2 separate regions of the Mus musculus genome follow, and region 2 is linked to region 1. A link is a contact called in public ChIA-PET data. All regions are on one chromosome and are shown on one strand. The core of a region is the stretch at or near the end of the contact, and the rest is flanking DNA. Distances in the headings are between cores, read along the strand shown. Region 1 holds the start of Ass1 (argininosuccinate synthetase 1). Region 2 has its middle 32 kb from the start of Abl1.

What was found. ChIA-PET counts read pairs in DNA pulled down with a chosen protein or histone mark.
Region 2: an RNA polymerase II ChIA-PET map of memory CD8 T cells shows a contact between it and region 1, with 39 read pairs. The contact joins the enhancer-like site here to the promoter of Ass1 in region 1. A contact is called at or near these places in 5 of 39 promoter capture datasets (the C10 cell line, cranial neural crest, hippocampal neurons and 2 more), 2 of 484 Hi-C or Micro-C datasets (bone marrow-derived macrophages and nephron progenitors), 2 of 115 datasets of contacts at active chromatin or transcription factors (embryonic stem cells and memory CD8 T cells) and 1 of 9 other capture datasets (embryonic stem cells).

What each region holds. Positions count from the first base shown.
Region 1 is chr2:31,468,061-31,473,549 of GRCm38.p6, forward strand. It overlaps Ass1 (argininosuccinate synthetase 1), which reads left to right and starts at 2,210. Exons shown (of 16, transcript NM_007494.3): 1 at 2,210-2,279.
Region 2 is chr2:31,724,804-31,730,432 of GRCm38.p6, forward strand. It overlaps a transcript of Abl1 not described here. Among named protein-coding and RNA genes, the nearest start is that of Abl1, 32 kb to the right of the region's middle. Within about 2 kb of position 2,593, at least 53 of the 459 cell types and tissues checked have an H3K27ac peak or open chromatin away from gene starts, as enhancers often do. A contact at or near this core is called in bone marrow-derived macrophages, memory CD8 T cells and pre-B cells, where this site is marked.

The DNA.
Region 1 (5,489 bases), core at 960-3,459:
TTGTCCCTTAGGGGTTCACATGTGTCCCTGGTGCCCATGTGGGTGTCAAAGGACAACTTAAAGAAATGGGTTGGTCCTTAGCCTTGGTAACAAGGGCCTTCACCTGTTGAGCCATCTTGCTGGCCCATCCAAGACCTTTAAGAAGGGTGTGTGTGACCTGTTCTGGTTTGTACTTTCTGGAAGCTTCTGACCTCCTTATAGAGGAAGGGCCAGGGGACAAACTGGTTATGCAGGGAAATGAGAATGGAAATTGGAGCAAGAAAAGTCCTGTGGTCTGAGTAAACCAAAGATGTGGAGAGTGCGGGGGAGGTGAGGCTGCTCAGAAGCCAAGAGTTCAAGGCCAGCCTGGTCTACATAGCTCTTCTAGGCTAGCCAGGGATATATAGGAAAGTTGTTCTGTTTTGCTTTTTTAAATCGCTAACCTAGATTCTTAAGGAGCCCTGACCTTGTCGTAGGAAGGGGGAAAGGTGAAGTCAAAGGTCATGGTGACTCATTTCCAGGGGCAAACCCTCTTGGGTCATGTTCCACCCAATCCAGAAGTAGTTTGCAGAGTGAGGATGGGTGGGACTCAGTGTCCACCGTGAAGGTGGAGGAATGCAGAGAACATAGCTGGTCCAGGAGTCAGCTGGGCCCCTGCACTTCACCTCCACCTCTGGGGGCTCATAAGTCAACTGCTGGCAGTACTGGCCCCTCTATCCCCCTGCCTATGTGTCAGTCCTCTGGGCTGGAGTCATTTCTGTAGTAGGGGGTAAAGGTTCCCCCTGTTCGTGATTCCTGCCTGAACCAGTTCAGTTCAAACCTGAGTTAGAGCAGAGGCTTTTGGGCTTCGGGGCCCAAATTCTGCTATGCTCTGGGCATGCTGTGTGGCCTTGGGAAAGATGCACCCTCTCTCTGTGCATATATTTCATAAAGGTAAGATGGAAAGCTTCTGGGCCAGCCCTAAGAAGCCGAGTCAGCAAATGGGGACCAATGGCCTCAAAGTGGCTCAAAAGTTGCTGGCATGTTCTTTTCATTGACCTCACTAGTCTCCTGTCTGTGAGGAAGGTCCAGAGCTGGTCCAGTGACGCCCGAAGGTCAGCTGTTCTAGTGTCACTTAGCAGAGAGATGCCTCAGGCTGTCCCCTGGACGTCCGTCCCCACCTGGCTCTCTGGAGTTTCTAACCAGCATGGGCTACGTTTAGCTTGGAGGACAGGGCCAGGAGCACAAAAGAATCCTGCAGCTAAAGTTTGTAAATGTGTCTGGCACCTTCTCCCTCCTAGAAGCCCCCACAGCTGCTGTTTCTGACCTTGAACAAAAATCAGGAGACCGAGTAAGGGGCTTGGCTGGACCCCAGAGGGCACCCAGAGTCTCAGGGCAAGGCAGTAGTAAGGAAAGCTGGGTAAAACATGGGCATGGAGCCGTCTGAGGCTTGGAATCTAGGCCTGCCTGGGGGATATGATCTTGCCGTAATCCTGGGTGTTGAGGTTCACTGGGGCAGGGGCTGTCCTGTGTGTTGCAGGGCTCAGGCCAGGCTGGGAAGCCTCTGGCACGGCTTTCTGGCTCATGTGGGCCACAACCCCCGGGTTCACTTTACAAGCCAGCAGCTTCACCTCTGTGAACCTCAACCTTCCCCATCTTCTGATGGCTCAGCAGACAGCCAGGCTTTGATTCACCATTTACTGGGAGCCCACGGCGATCTGGGCAGGTGCCAGGCCAGGACGTTAAAATGGCATCCCCAGCCATCCTTGGCCAACTCGTTTGCATTTTCTTGTGAACCCTTAGCTCTGGCTTGTGGGCTAGCATCAGGGAAAGCAAGAGCCTCTGAGGGGCAGATGCTTCAGTCTTTAAATCGAGTGGGGCTACACAGCCTCTGAACCTAAGCAATTTGCATCTTCACTCCCGCCTTGCAGCGCTTTCAAGGGTTCTTGCAAGACAGCTGCGATCAGCCTTGCTAGTCACGCGGGTTCCAACCTCTGCCGCCCTCCCAGGCGCCACCAGCGGGTCAGGATCAGGGGACCTAAATTGCAAGAGCCCACGCCCGTGCGCCCCCGGGAGGTGGTGCGGGCGCCAAGGGAAGAGGGAGGGGCCAGCGGGAGAGAGCGCGGGGCCACGCCCACCCGCAGGTGGCCTCGAGCCCTGAGAGGCTCGGAGCGGGGGCCGGGCCCGAGGGCGGGGCCTTTCTCGCGCCCGTCCCCACGTGTCCCAGGTTCCTGCCCCCCCCAGGCCCTGTGCTTATAACCCTGGATGCGCGCCTCTCTCAGCCCTGCTCCGCCGTCTGCCACTGCCGCCTGGGCTCACTGGTAAGAAGTTCCGGGCCCTTCTTGGTCCCCACTCTCTATCCAGGGTCTCATGACCAAGGAATCCCAGAGGGAGCGAGCAGCTGCAGGGGGTGGGCTCAGGGCAGCCCCCGAGTGACCGCGCAGTTAGTGGAAGGAAGGAGGCTGATGTCCGGGGCGCTGTGACGCACACGTTCCTCCTGCCTAGGGAACCCATGTAGGAGAACGGGTCCCAAGGTCTCCGGAGCAGGAGGACTATGGAGGTCCCCCTCTGGTTTTTCACGATCCTCTGTGTGCTGCGAAGGCTCCAAGTAGAGTCCCGGAGAGTCCAGAGGGTTGGGGGCTTCCGAATCCCTCTCCCTGGATCAGATTCGCCGATCTATGTTCAGGCTTGTTTCTCAAAGTAAGCAAAAGGTCCAGCCCCTCTTTGCCCTTAGGGGCTTGGGCGTGTGCCTTTCTCCTGAGTGTGACAGTACCCTGCTCTGGTGGACACGCGAACCCTGCCTACCCGTCCCGGGTCCTTCCTAGGCTGTGACTGGTTTCTCTTCTCCGTAGGGTGCAATGCCAGGCTCAGTCTGGGTGGGGCTTCTAGACAGGTTTCCTGCTAGCTGGCTGGCTCTTTGGGAGGAGCCCCTTCGCAGGAAATGTCTGTTTCTGGCTTGTTAACGGCTTGGGCCCTTCTCTGGAAGGCAGGCTAACCGAGAAATCGAGGGAAATCTTCTCCAGGAGAACTAACCGCGCTCTCAGTATTCCCCTCTGTGAAGTGGGTCTGTCAGGCTGTCTGCAAGTGCAGCTGGCAGGAGCAGACCTGCCCTTTCCCCAGGGGTAGAGTAGGAAAACCCTTCCTTTGATCCCTCGCTTTGCGGCTCCTCCACCTGGCAGGTGACCCCTGACGTCAGCCTCCCAGCTCCAGGGCTGCCAGCCTTGTGCCTGGACTCAGAACTCTTGCTGTCCAAGAGTTCAAGTTCAGTGAGCTGTTTTGAGAACTGTGGCCAGGGTCTGCCCACTTGCTCACTGGGTCTGGGATGAAGACCTGAAAAGACAGGGTCCCGTCCCCCCCCCCCCCCCGCAACCCTCCCCAGCCACCTACTCCCCCACTCCTCCACCCCCTCCCCCGCCCCAGACAAGGCTTTCAGAAGGAAGAAGACAGTGGAGAAACCTAAGAGCTGGGCTGGGCAGAGACTGGAATAGCCTCCATTTCAAACTCCCCCTACCCTCTCCCCCTCCCACCATAAACCAGCCAAGTCTGGGAGCATTGGAAGGGCCTCAGGGCTGCCCAAGGAATTCTGACTTTACCCAGTGCCCATGGAGTCCATAAATGAAGGGCAACTTCTGTCCACTACCCACCTCCTCCACGCACATAGTAGGACAGAACAGCTCTTAGCACCCTTGGTCAAGTGTGCCCCTCACCCCAGCTGCCTGCCTGCTCTGAGCTGAGGAAGTCAGACACTCCAGGAGCCTTGGGGTGGAGCCACGCCCCGGCCCACCTGCTGCATTTTCTCAGGGCCCATCTCATTGACCTTGGACGCCCCTAGGTCAGCCAGATCCCTCCACCAGGCTGTGAACACACTGCTTCTGGAGTGAGTGCCTTCCTTGCGGGCAGCCCTGCAGGAAGAGATACCTTGCTGAACTCTGGGTCTGAGGCATCGGTTTTCACTGAAGGTTTTGGGCAGAGTTCACTTCCCAGGACCTGGCTCCCTGTTCTTTTGAGGCTGGTTCCTCCCTAGACCTGGAAAATGGCTGGGCACCCAGAGCCTCAGTTGGTAGCATTAATGAGTGGACTGGTGTGTTCTTCTAGTGTTACTGGAGCTGTTAGCATCAGAGCACGGGCTCTGGCTGTCCCTGAAAAGCTGTGCTCTGCTAGCTTCCCCCCTCCCACCCCTTAGCCCAGTTAAAGAGACAGGTAAAAGGCAGATGAAGGACATGTAGTCTGTATAGCTACACCAGGAAGAGGAACAGAGGACACTACCCCAAGCCCACCTTTGGCATCCTGACACGAGGTTTAGGTTTTAACAAGGCAAGCGCCACCAGGAATTGCTCAAGAATGCAATCCCGTTCAAGGTGTGGCCCGGCCATCATTATCTTAGCTAAGTGGTCAGAACTGTGTGACATCGGCTCTTGGTTTGTTTGCTTATTTATTTTTGAGACAAGGTCTCACTATGTGGTCCTGGCTGGTCTGGAACCAGGCTGGCCCCAAACCCACAGAGATCTCCCTGCCTCTGCCATCCAAGTGCCGAGATTAAAGGTGTGCACTACCATGTCTGGCCTCTTGGGAGAAACGTTCCTTCCCTCAGTCTCCCCAGAGCTCCAGGTTTTTCCTTCCCCAGCTTGGGAAGTTCCTGGGAATTCCGTTGTTTCAGTAGTCAAAGGGACTACACGTGTCTTCAGGCCTTCCAGAACAGCTACACTAGATAAAGGTTTGAGTCTCTCACCAGAAATTGGTAAAACCCGCTTAGTCTCCCTCCTTGCCTCCTTCGGGCATGAAGATCAGAAACCCGTCAATCAAATATAAACAGGCTAGATCCAGTAGGAGGATGGTGCGCCTCCTGCTGTTCAATATTGGTATTGCAGTCTAGTTTTATCAGACATGAAACTGCAGAAGGGAACTGAGAGTCATCTCAGGGGTCTTCTGGGCCAGGTCTGGTCAGGGTTTTAAAAGAACAGTAGTAACAGACCAATTAGAACTGAGTAATCATGACAGCAGATAGAGCCGGGGTGGAGGAACAACCCAGGTAGCTGTCTGTAGTCTGGTGACTCGTCACCAAGACAGGAAGCAAAGGGCAAAAAACCCCTAAGAACCAGGGAGTGACTGTAGTCAGCCTGGGCTCATGTTAGTTAGCAAGGTAGGTGACACTCTCTGTGGCATCAGCCAAAGCCAACAGGCCAGTGAAACACCTAACCGCCCAGCCAAAGTACTCCCCAGGCCCAAAGAGGCTCGTGTGGCTAACGTGACCAGAGCAAGAGTCACATGCATGTTATCCTCAGGGACAGACTGCTACTGACACCTACTCAGATTGAGAGCCAAGATGATATATATTATTATATCCAGCTCACAGGCTGTGGCTTCAAGCCCAGCATGCGTGTACACATGTGCACACATATGCACACACTCAGGTGCACACCACAAGTACACAGAGTCACTTTCTCAGACACCCAATCTTAGGGGTACAAACATACACACCAGTGCAGGCACACACGTTGCAGGCCTGCATAGGCACGCAGCCCCTGCAGAAC
Region 2 (5,629 bases), core at 1,343-3,842, 260 kb after region 1:
CTGTAATAAGTTGTGGTTGCTGGGAATTGAACTCAGGACCTCTGGAAGAGCAGTCAGTGCTCTTAACAGCTGAGCCATCTCTCCAGCCCACTCCTTTCCTTTCCAACTCACACCGAGGTGTTTAATAGCAATAAGGGGAACCAAAAGATATCCTTAAATACAGAGTTCTAGAATAGCACATTTCATTTGAATAGACTTCTGGGTAGAACATTAAGTTATTGAAACTGAAAATTATAAGGATATTTTTTATTTTTAGGTCATTATTTTTAGTTTATGTATATGAGTGTCTTCCCTGCATGTATATATGTACACCATGTGTATGCAGTGCCTGAGAAGGCTAGAAGAGGGTATTGGATCTGCTGAGACTAGAGTTAGAGACAATTATGAACCACTGAGTGGATGCTGGGGATCAACACAGGTCCTCGGCAAGAGCAGCCAGTGCCCTTATCTGCTGAGCCATCTCTCCAGCCCCTTAAGGGTGTCTTCTAAGGCGAGAACTCAAAATGAACCCTGCATGCCTGTGTGTGTTTTTTGAGATAAGGTTTTTTTTGTCCTTGTGTAGCCCTACATGCTCTGAAACTCACTATGTAGTGTCTTTGAATTTACAGAGATTCTCCTGCATCTGCCTCCCAAATAGTAAGATTAAAGACTTATGCCACTAAACGTGTGCGTGTGCGTGTGCGTGTGCGTGTGTGTGTGTGCGTGCACATGTGCTTTAAGAAAATATATGCAGAGAGAGAAAATTCAGTCTGGCAAGATGGCTCAATGAGTAAAGGTACTTGCTGCCACGCCTGATGACCTGAGTTCAGTCTGGAAACCCCATGATGGAAGGAGAGAACTGGCTCCTACAACTTTTACTCTGACTTTTTCCTGTTCTCTAAGTTTTGTCTGTTTTTCAGAGCCATTTTAACTTAAAATCTACATTATTTCATGTTTTAGAAGTTCCTCTAAAGTCAGGATGAATAAGAATGTAAATAGTTGCCGGGCGTGGTGGCGCACACCTTTAATCCCAGCACTTGGGAGGCAGAGGCAGGCGGATTTCTGAGTTGGAGGCCAGCCTGGTCTGCAGAGTGAGTTCCAGGACAGCCAGGGCTATACAGAGAAACCCTGTCTTGAAACCCCCCCCAAAAAAATAATAATAAAAATAATTTAAAAAAAAGAATGTAAATAGTTTCATTTACAGACATTCCATGAGTGTCAGAAATTTATCAGGGTTGGGCCTGCTTAGTACCTGAGTAGAAGAAAGCCATGGTTTTAGCACGTGGGATGATGGAATATGAATTTAATGTGACCCTTAGAGTCAGATCCAGTGAGGTACAATGTCCTCTGCACTCTCAGGTTCATGTGCTTGTCTGAGGCATGGTAACTTAGTAGGGTTGTAGGTTTATATCCACCTTCTAGCTGTGCATAGAGAATTTACAGCGAAAAACAGAACCACACAGCTGTGGTGTGCACCTCAGAACTCTCTTGAGGAGAAAGTGGTCCAAAGTCAGCTACCCCTGTGCTTAACAGTCTCTTACTTATCAATTCTGTGCCTGTATTTCCTGCCTTTACCCAGCCCCCTGTTAAAAATGGTGTCCAGAGCCGGGCGTGGTGGCGAACGCCTTTAATCCCAGCACTCAGGAGGCAGAGGCAGGCAGATTTCTGAGTTCGAGGCCAGCCTGGTCTACAAAGTGAGTTCCAGGACAGCCAGGGCTACACAGAGAAACCCTGTCTCAAAAAACAAAAAACAAAACTAACTAACTAACTAACTAACTAAATAAATAAATAAATAAATAAATAAATGGTGTCCAGGTGTGTCTTGAGGGTGTCAGATCTTCTGACTAGGCCCTTTCCTGTTGGTGTTTTTCTCCAGAACTATAGTCTGTTCTGGCTAGTGACACTGTTTTGATTTTTTTTCCTTTTGTCTCTGTCCAGGGACCTTTTCTTTCATATAGCCACACAGGTGAAGGTGGGCACCCTCAACTTGAACTTGAGTGTTCCTTTCTCAGCACACAAACTATATGAGAGGCTCCGAGTATTCAAATCTTGCTCCCTGTGCTTACTCATCTCTTCTGCCTTGTGGCTTCCACATGGATGGTTGAATGGGAAGTTGATGTGGCTCTCTCAGGACTTGCACGAGGAAGTAAATACAAAGCCTCAGTATTTGGCCTCAGTCTAACTGTCTTCCTTCCTCCTTGCTCCCGCCCGTCTGTCTCAGTCATCAGTCTGTTGCCCCTTACCTCCAGGTCCGGTCTCCTTCAGCATGCTTTGATGTCAGGGCACTAGCTGTAAGCATAGCTTCTGTGCAGCCTGCCCGGTGCCAGGCTTTGCTAGCACAGGTGCTCACAGGATCCTACCAGGTCATAGTGGGAGAAGGGATTGTTCCCAGTGTGAACCCCAGGAGGACCACTGAGCTGCCGCACAGCTGGTACAGTACTGTATTGAGTCTTACACTCCAACACATCCTTTTCCCCAGACCATTCAGCCTCTGTCCCCAGCAGGCTGTGTGTTCCTAAAGAGGTCTGGGTCTGAGCTGTAGGCAGGAAGGAGACTCTGGCAAGGTCATAATCATTTCCTACTGCATGCCCTCAGCTTAGGCATACTAATTATGCTTCTGCCTTCTACTTCCTGCCCCAAAGACCTTTCTTCCTTCTGTGTCTCTTGGGTACCTACAGGTGTGTAATTTATGGAGATGAGTGCTGATGTGGGCAGGCTGAGGGCATGGGAAGGTTGGTTGGTTGGTTGGTTTTTACCTACATGCCACACCATGCAGGTCCCCTTGGGGAAGTGCCAGGTTTGCTGAGGGCCAGAGGGGATGAAGAGAGATAGATTGTGGGGAATGAAAGGTGGATGTAGGAGACTGCTTAAGATCGGCTGGTGTGACTGGTGTGTCGAACTCTGGAGGCCTTGAGGCACTGGCTGTTCTTTGTTATGTGGCAGCTTCCATGGGTGATGTAGGGCAGGAAAATCCTGGGTGTGCATATGTGAGTTACATAAGGAAGTGGGTGCAAGCTTGGGCTCTGGATTTCAGGTTGCTCAAAAGACAAATGTAAAACCTAAGAAAGCTGTCACACGCTGTTAGCTGAAGCCGCTTTTTGTTAGCTGCCAACCTCGTACACAAAGATTGTGGTTGGAACTGTTGCTGTGGTTTCTGTCTCTTGTCTGGACCCTGACATCATCTTGCCCCTTGAGTTCGTAGAACTGACGGCACTTGGGGTTGACTCTGCCTCCTCTTCTTTTTGAGCTCTGATGGTAGGAAAGGGCTGGGCCTGTCTTCTGTCATGTCTTCCCCTGCCATGCGCAGTAAATGTACCTGGCAACTTGTTCCAGCGGGGTTCTGAAGTCATTTTGCCAAGCCAAACAATGTTACTCTAAAAATATACTGTTTCAAAATTAGTCTTTAGTTTGGAAAGGTTGTTATACAATTAAGTAGAAAAGCTAACTCAGACATATATGGGTGGGAGGGGAGAGAAGCTTAATCAGAATCCAGACACTGAGTCCTCCCACTAAGAACCTTGCTCTGACTTTGGCCTGTGTAGGCCATTCCAGCTTTCCTTCCAAGGTTGTGGTTCTGGTTTTTGTTTTTTTTTGGGAGGGGGGTCTAAAATTACATTTACTCCTTACTTGTATGTGTGCGTGTGTGCTTCAGTGCACTTGTGGAGGTGCGAGGCCAATTGTGGGAATCTGTTCTCTCCTTCAATCATATGGGGTTTGGAGACTGAGCTTAGGTATTCAGGCTTGTCAGTAAGTGCAGTTACTGCTGAGCCATCTTGCCTCTCACTGGCTGGCCTAGTCAGGGTTCCTACTGCTGTAATAAAGCATCATGAGCAAAGAAAGCAACCTGGGGGGAAATAGTACTTGAACAGGAACTCCAACAGGGCAGGAACCTGGAGGCAGGAGCTGATGCAGAGGCCTGCTTTCTTACAGCACACAGGACTACCAGCCCAGGGGTAGTCCCCTCACAATGGGCCTGGCCCTCCATCATCAATCACTAGTTAAGAAAATGTCCCACAGACTTACCTGATCTTATGGAGGCATTTTCTCAATTGAGGCTTCCTTTTCTCCAGGAACTCTAGCTTGTGTCAAGTTGACATAGAACTAGCCAGCACACTGGCCCTCCTGGTTTGGTTTGGTGTGATTTTTGCTGTGGTGAATACTGCTAGAGTATGTCTTTTCCTTTCTCTTGTCCTGCTGCGTCACAGTGCAGTGCTAGCACTGCTAGACTGCTGCTCTGTTCTTGGTGAGACACAGACATTATGTTACTGGTTTTCTTTGTCCAGCACAGTCCTTGATTTTCTTAGCATCATGCACTTCAGTTCTCTGTGCATGTCTGTGCTTGGTGGGGGCTCTTGGATGAAACAGAACTTGCCCTGTGCTTCTCCCTCAGTAGCTGGCCTCTGTCTTGAGTCAGTGAAGAATGCAGCAGGCAGTGATTTTTGCTTCTGTCCCATTCCTAAAAGCAGCAGAGCCCTGTCATGGTCCCAAAAGCAGAAAGGACCTTGATCTTCCTCTCAGGTCAAAGTGCTTGCACTGCATAGAACAGGAGTCCTATATCCAGATGGGCTGTCTCCAGTCTTGAAGTCTACTCTAAGCTCCTGCTAGAGAAGACTTTGCAAGGAACTCTGTTTAGGACTCCCAGGAATTCTACAGTTGTCTAGCCCATGTTCAGCTTTCTAAGAATAGCAGTCATCTCATTCTCCTGGGCTTTGGGGACGGTCACACATTTTGCGTGCATATCTCTCTTTGGAGAAATTATGGCTCGTTAGAATTCAATCCCCTGTATCCATGTGATCTTACTCTGATGAGCTCAAGAGAAGCTGCGATTTTATGGCTGTCAGGCATGTTCTCCTGGGATTTCAGTGACCAGCATAGAGCATTTTGTTTTGTTTTGAGATAGTGATTCTTTGCAGTATTGTCTGGCTTCCAGGCTGTCCTCACAGAGACCATCCACCTGCCTCTTCCTCCTGAATGCTGGGGCTAAAGGTGTGTGCCACTGCCACTGTGGGCAAATTGAGGCAAAGGCTTCTGACCCAGATTCTAGGGTGGGTGTGAGAGGCATGAATTTCCATATATAGAAGCTCATCAAACTCCAGAAGAGTGGGAAAGGCTGGAGATTAGGTCTAAACCTGAAGAATATCAAAAATGGAACAAATTCTATAAATATCTACAGAGAAAAGACAGAGCAGACCTAGAGAGACCAGCAGGTAACTGTTGGTTTTTGTACAGTGAGAACAGACTAGACACAAACATTTAAGAAACCACACTTGGGCCGGGCATGGTGGTGAACGCCTTTAATCCCAGCACTCGGGAGGCAGAGGCAGGTGGATTTCTTAGTTCAAGGCCAGCCTGGTCTACAAAGTGAGTTCCAGGACAGCCAGAGCTATACAGAGAAACCCTGTCTCAAAAAACCAAAAAAAAAAAAAAAAAAAAAAAAAAAAAAAAAAAAAAAAAAAGAAAAGAAAAAAGAAAGAAAGAAAGAAAGAAAGAAACAACACTTAACCTAGAATTATAGAGCCATAAAGCCAACCTTTAAGATTGAGAGTGAGCCAGGCATAGTGGCACAGGTCTTTAATTCCAGTACTAGGGAGGCAGAGGCAGGCAGATTTTTATTAGTTCGAGGCCAGCCTGGTCTACATTATAAGTTCCA